Regions from separate parts of the Rattus norvegicus genome. Here region 1 is linked to region 2. The links are chromatin contacts, called in public HiChIP or PLAC-seq maps. All regions are on one chromosome and are shown on one strand. Each heading gives the region's core, a stretch centred on a gene start, on an enhancer-like site or on the middle of the called end of the contact. The rest is flanking DNA. Distances are from core to core; before and after follow the strand shown. Region 1 holds the start of Tbc1d10b (TBC1 domain family, member 10b). Region 2 holds the start of Aldoa (aldolase, fructose-bisphosphate A).

The links. HiChIP or PLAC-seq counts read pairs in DNA pulled down with a chosen protein or histone mark.
Region 1: an H3K27ac HiChIP or PLAC-seq map of oligodendrocytes shows a contact between it and region 2, with 4 times the contacts expected there. The contact joins the promoter of Tbc1d10b here to the promoter of Aldoa in region 2. A contact is called at or near these places in 1 of 12 Hi-C or Micro-C datasets (psoas muscle) and 1 of 1 datasets of contacts at active chromatin or transcription factors (oligodendrocytes).

The regions. Positions count from the first base shown.
Region 1 is chr1:191,255,811-191,258,510 of GRCr8, forward strand. It overlaps Tbc1d10b (TBC1 domain family, member 10b), which reads right to left and starts at 1,318. Exons shown (of 9, transcript NM_001108921.1): 1 at 357-1,318. The coding sequence starts at 1,261. It also overlaps a transcript of Myl11 not described here.
Region 2 is chr1:190,836,261-190,838,960 of GRCr8, forward strand. It overlaps Aldoa (aldolase, fructose-bisphosphate A), which reads right to left and starts at 1,388. Exons shown (of 9, transcript NM_001177305.1): 1 at 1,348-1,388. LOC103691235 reads right to left here. Exons shown (of 13, transcript NM_001419053.1): 4 at 1,845-2,337; 5 at 1,635-1,705. The coding sequence ends at 2,224.

The DNA of each region.
Region 1 (2,700 bases), core at 68-2,567, 420 kb after region 2:
AGATTTCTACTGGAAGAAACTTTCCAGAATGTCTGGCCCTTTTAGTAAAGTTTTAGACCAAGCAGCTGGTATCTTAGCTGCTTAGTAGGTACCACTTCATTCAACCCCTCCTTCAGAGGAAACTGAGGCACAGAAACAGGGACACCACTAGCTCAAGGACACCGGCCTAGGCTTAAACCGAGATAACTGCCTCGATCCCTGATCCTCAACTCTGAAGTCACAGAAACCCCAGGATGCTTTGAGCACTGCAGCTCCTGCTAATGACTCCCTGGGTCAGGGCTGGCCAGGTGCATCGCCTCCCCTGCCCCCACCTCCGCGGCCACAGGCAGCCCCACGGGTGCCCACTGTGTACTCACAGGCTGCCTGAGTACTGGCTGCCCCCAAGGAAACCATACTTGTCCGTCTTGCGCAGGGCCAGCCCATTTATCTCCGAGTCTGAACCCACGGAGCTCACATCATCCGTCAAGGACTCCAAGGTCCCAGACATGAGGCTCACGGAGTCCAAGTAGCTCAGGGTGTCCGGGGCCTGCCCTCGAGGCCCAGAGATGCCAGGTCCTAGACTGGACGTGGAACCCAGGTCTTGAAAGTTTTCAGTAGTCTCCGGAGCTGGGGTCACTGTCACCCTAGCCACCGGAGCCGAAGCCTCGCACGTCCCGGGAGGGCCTGTGACAGGCCCTGAAGGGTCCTCAGGCACCGGCCCTGCTGATGCTGATGTAGCAGCTCCATGTCCACCTGCCACCTGCCCTGCTCCACCCCGTGCAGTCACTCCTGAAGCCACTGTGGTTCCCGGCTTGGGGGCAAGCGGGGGTTTGGCAGTCAGGGCTCCAGACGCCGTTCTGGAAGGGGTCCGAGTGGGGGTCCCTGGTCCTGGGACAGGCGAGGCTCGAGCCTCTTCCGTCTTTGGAGTGTCTGTCCCCAAAACCAAGGCCACGGACGTCTCGGCTCCTGCCTCTGCCGCTGGTGCGGGGAACTCTTGCGTCTTCGCGGCTTCGGGTGAGGCCTCCAGGGTTAGCTCTACCGTGCTGCCTGTAGCTGTCGTGGGTGTCGAGGCCGAGGTCTGTAACGATCCTGGGACCCAGGCGGGCCGAGCCTCCCCGGGGACCACCAGGTCGACGGGGGCCGAAGTGGCCGTAGTCACTGGCGGTCCTGGTGCCACCACTAGGACCGACCCGGCCCGGGAACCCCGGGGCGGAGGCGAAGGGGCAGCGGAGGCGCCGTGACGGCGCGGCGGGGCCACAAGGGGCGCCGGGCCCGTCTCCATAGCTGCGGGCCGCCCCTCACATCCCCCCGCCGGGGAGGCCGCAGAAGGCGCCGCCCCTCAGGCCGCCCGGAGCAGCCCGCCCGGGCTGCAGAGAGGGCGAAGGGCGCGGCTCGGCGCGCGCCGGGGGCGGGGCGGGACCGGGCGGCAGGCGGCGGGCGGCGCGCGCAGGCGGGGCAAGGGTCGACGGCGCTCGCGCAGGGGTCTCCCGGCCTCTCACCCTACTCGCGCGCTCGCACCGCCTCCTCCCTGCGAGGGGCCGGCTGCCGACGTCGCGCCTGCGCAGATGCTGAGGAGCCGCCGATGTCTCGGCGAACTACGCCTGCGCGAGGGAAGGCCCTCCCGCGCCCCTCTTTTTTTTTTTTTTTTTTTTTTTTTTTTACCTCCCGCCCCCTCCGTAGGCCCAAGACAGATAATAGGGAGAGAGAAAATTGAGTTCCAACCAATCGATGGAAGGGTGGGAGGGATTAGAGGCGGGAAGAGGGTCGGTATTCTAGAAAGAGGAAATGAAGAAGGCGGAGGCAGGACGAAGAAAACAAGCAATAGAAAAGAGGGATTCTGAGCCTCCAGGCCAATAAACACATCTGAAGAGTGAGTGATCGCAGAAGGGCGGGGAATAAGACTGGTGCTGGGCAGTAAGAGGCAGGGACTAGGAACTTGTTAGCCAATGGAAATGGTGAAAAGGGAACCAATGAAAAGGGGGCTAGGCAGTAAAATTGACCGACGGTCACGTCTATTTCCGTAATGACAGCATCAACAGTCAATAGAAAGAGCCGAAGAATTCTTAGACTTCCTGAGATGGTCAGGAAAGAATGACAACTAGGGAGAGGCGGGCTTAATTTGTGATTAACTTGTTAGCCAATGACTGTCTTTCTCCACTTTGCATAAGGGTAGGAAGATAGATAACATTCTCAGCTTCGAGGGGCAGAGTTGCTGCCAGCAGGCGGTGCCAGAGCAAGAATAGTCAGTGACAACCAGAGACAAGCGCGAGAAGAGGTGACAACTGGGGACATCACTGAGAAAGGGCCTGGAGTGTCGGTGCGGCTCCAGGCCAATAAGAGTGCCGTGCTGGCCTTCTTGGGTTTCCAAAAGGCCCCCAGTTCATTCAGCTCCTGAGCTGCACCACAAACCCAGTGCCCTCATCAGTTCTCTCTACCTCGATGTGTCTAGTTAGACTATGGTCAGTCCTCTAAAAGACTCATCTCTCTGAACTCCAGGCAGGAACTTAGACCAGGTTTCTCAAAGTTCTCATATATAAACTGAACTTCTCCCCCAAACGCTGAAATTTCTGAAACTTTATACCTCTGAGTCCTACTTCACTCTCGGGGCATGTGGGTGGAGGCCCCACCTCAGAACCCAAATCCATGAATCCTCAATACCATGAAGCCTCCATATGTTCTGTGTTCCTGTTCTTTGGGGAATTCAAGAACAGCCAAGCCCTA
Region 2 (2,700 bases), core at 138-2,637:
CCCCATCGCGGAAACCCTGTGAATGTATAAGAGCCGACTCCCCCCTCCCCAGCCCCCATCGCTTCTTGAGATCTCTACAACAGGCAATGGGACCCTGATGCTTTGCATAGCGGGAAGTTTTTGGAAAAATAAAGAGGGGTCTGTTTTTCCACCTCATCTTGCTTCCTCCTCCGGCATGACTCAGCGCGCTGGGCTGCTGCGTGGCGCAGCGAACCGCCGAGGCGCAGGCCGGAGAATCCGGGCTGGGGGCAAGTGTGGGGGTAGAGAAGGGAGAAGTGAGGGACCGTGGGGAAGACGGCTCCGCACTGCCCGCCACCGGCCCAAGATCCTAACCCCATAGACCCTTCCCCGATCACGTGTGAAAGGGCGCTCACCTGGCACAGGACGGGGTGGGTCTGTCGGGTACGCGGGTGGGTAGGCGAAAGGACTAAGGAGGGAACGCGGCTAGGGTCACCAGAACCTCGTTCTGCGGCGCGTTCCAAGAGAACGCAGCCTATTCAGCTGGGGTGGGGGGGACGGGAGGCGGGGCCCCGGACATTTAAAGGCGCCGCCCCGCCCTCTGCAGGTTTTTCCCTTGCAGGGACGCGAGCCGTCCAATTGCAAGCGGGCATTGTGCGCGGCACCGCCCCAAGATGCTACGATAGGAGGGGGCGCTGGGGAGGAGACAAGCGGCTAGAACTAGATCCCTCCTCCGCCCCGCTAGGACGTGACTCGAGCCACATCCCTCAGGTCACCAGGCCCTAGCCCCCCTCCCCCAGTCCCTGTCTGGCGCGCGCGCGCGAGCATCGTGACTCAGCCGGAATGTGGATTGGCGAGGAGTTTGGGGGGGCCGGCGGGGGGGGGTTCAGAGTGAAATGATGGCTGGCCTCTTCTCCTAGACCCCTAGCTTCCGGCCTGTGCAGTTGCAGCCTGACGTCACTACAAAGAACGCAGAAGTTCCGAGCTTGCCTGCCTCGGCGCTTGGCTAAAGGGCAGGGCGCGTTCGATCCCTTCCTATCCAGAGCACGCATAGGGAACGGGAGAGGGCGGCGCAGCTGGCAAGGTACGCAGGCAAATCCTCCCCGGACTAGTGTGCGGACCACATCGCAACCGAGTGGCGTAGCCTGGCCTTGCCTAGCAGATTGGCGGGAGTCACCACCCGCGAGCTAAACACACCCTGTTTGAGGAAATGACCGACAGCCAGACCGGTCTTTCCCGAACCTGATTTCCTTCTCCAAAAAAAAAAAAAAAAAAAAAAAAAAGAATCTGTCTCGGAGCTCTATCACCCTGTTGCTTTCAGAGCATCCAGTTCCCCAGGCCCGAATCCGCAACCCCCATTCCCATCCTCCAATCCAGCTAGCGGCCCACCTGTGGTGCAGTGAAAGAAGCCGCAGAGCCTGGTCAGCAGCGAGTGAGCCCCGCGGCCCAGGGCTGGGTTATAAGGCAGCTCCTACTCTCCACCCCTCCCCTACGCACCCCCGCACCAGTGTCCCCGGACCTTCTCCATAACCTCTGCCCTTTCCCCACCACGAATCCCGCGGCAAGGACCTATATTTAGTGAAACCTGAGGCCCCTGACATTCATCCCTGCCTAGGGGGGTAAGAAGAGGAAGCTTAGGTTTGCTTGGAGAGGAGGAGGTGCCAATGTTCACTCACCGGTCTTTAGAAGAAACTCTTCCTTAGAAATACAGTGACCTTCGTCGAGAAATCAATCTCAGGTCCGGGATCTGTTAAGGCAGAACAAGAAGGGAAAACATCTAGATGCTGCCTCCCACTGACTCCGCTGGGTCCCTCCTCCCTTGACTCGTGTCTGCCGGTGGTTGTACTTTTTTTTTAAAGGAGAGCAGAGGCAGACAGGATACTCACCTCTTAAAATAACCAGGAGTCTATAGGAAGGGTGTGGGTGGCCATCCCTTTATCCTGACAGTCCAGGTTGGCAGAGCCCTCCCACACTGTTGCCTGGGTGAGCAATGTCCTGCATCCTCACCCTCAATAGTTTATCCCGGGAGGGAGGAGAGGAGAGGCTGGGGCACTGGCCAGAACACCAGACCCTTTTCAGCTGTCCAAGGGCTCTCAGGATCCTGCCTTTCAGGGAACCAAGCCCTCCACTCAAGGTTCCCAGGTAGTTAGGCTGGGCCTGCCATCCATAGCTCCAGTGCCCTAGTAGTGGTGTCCTAAGGGTCATTATAGAGGAGCTCCTGGAGGCTGTCCACTCCCCAAAGATCAACACCCCGAGTTCCATCTTTCATCTGAGCTTGATCTCAAAACAGAGGCAGTTGAGGCTCTGGCAGTCTGGGAGCTGGCAGGCACAGGCACAGTCACACAATGGGCAGCATCGAGGGCATCGAGGGGCCCAACCCTAAGGAAAAAGAGAGAGGGGGATAAGCAGAGGGGCTGAGAAGGACCCACCAGCCCAGGGACAGAGAAACAAAGCACTGGAAATGAAGCAGTCCTCCATGTTGAACATCAGCAGTGGTGTAGTACTCTATCACTGTGTTCCGAGATGCAAGCTCTAGGTCTCAGGGGAGACCTACAGGTGAGCACAGTGGACCAGTCAAAAACTGGCTTTAAGTCTGGCTAGAATTTGGATGTCAGTGTCTGGCTCAAAGGGAAGAAAAAGAATGACTTATATATATGGTGTACCCTACTCTCAGAGCCCCTTGCACCTTAGAGTAAGTTAGAACCGGAAACATGTTAACATGTTTTGATCCTCATGAAGATA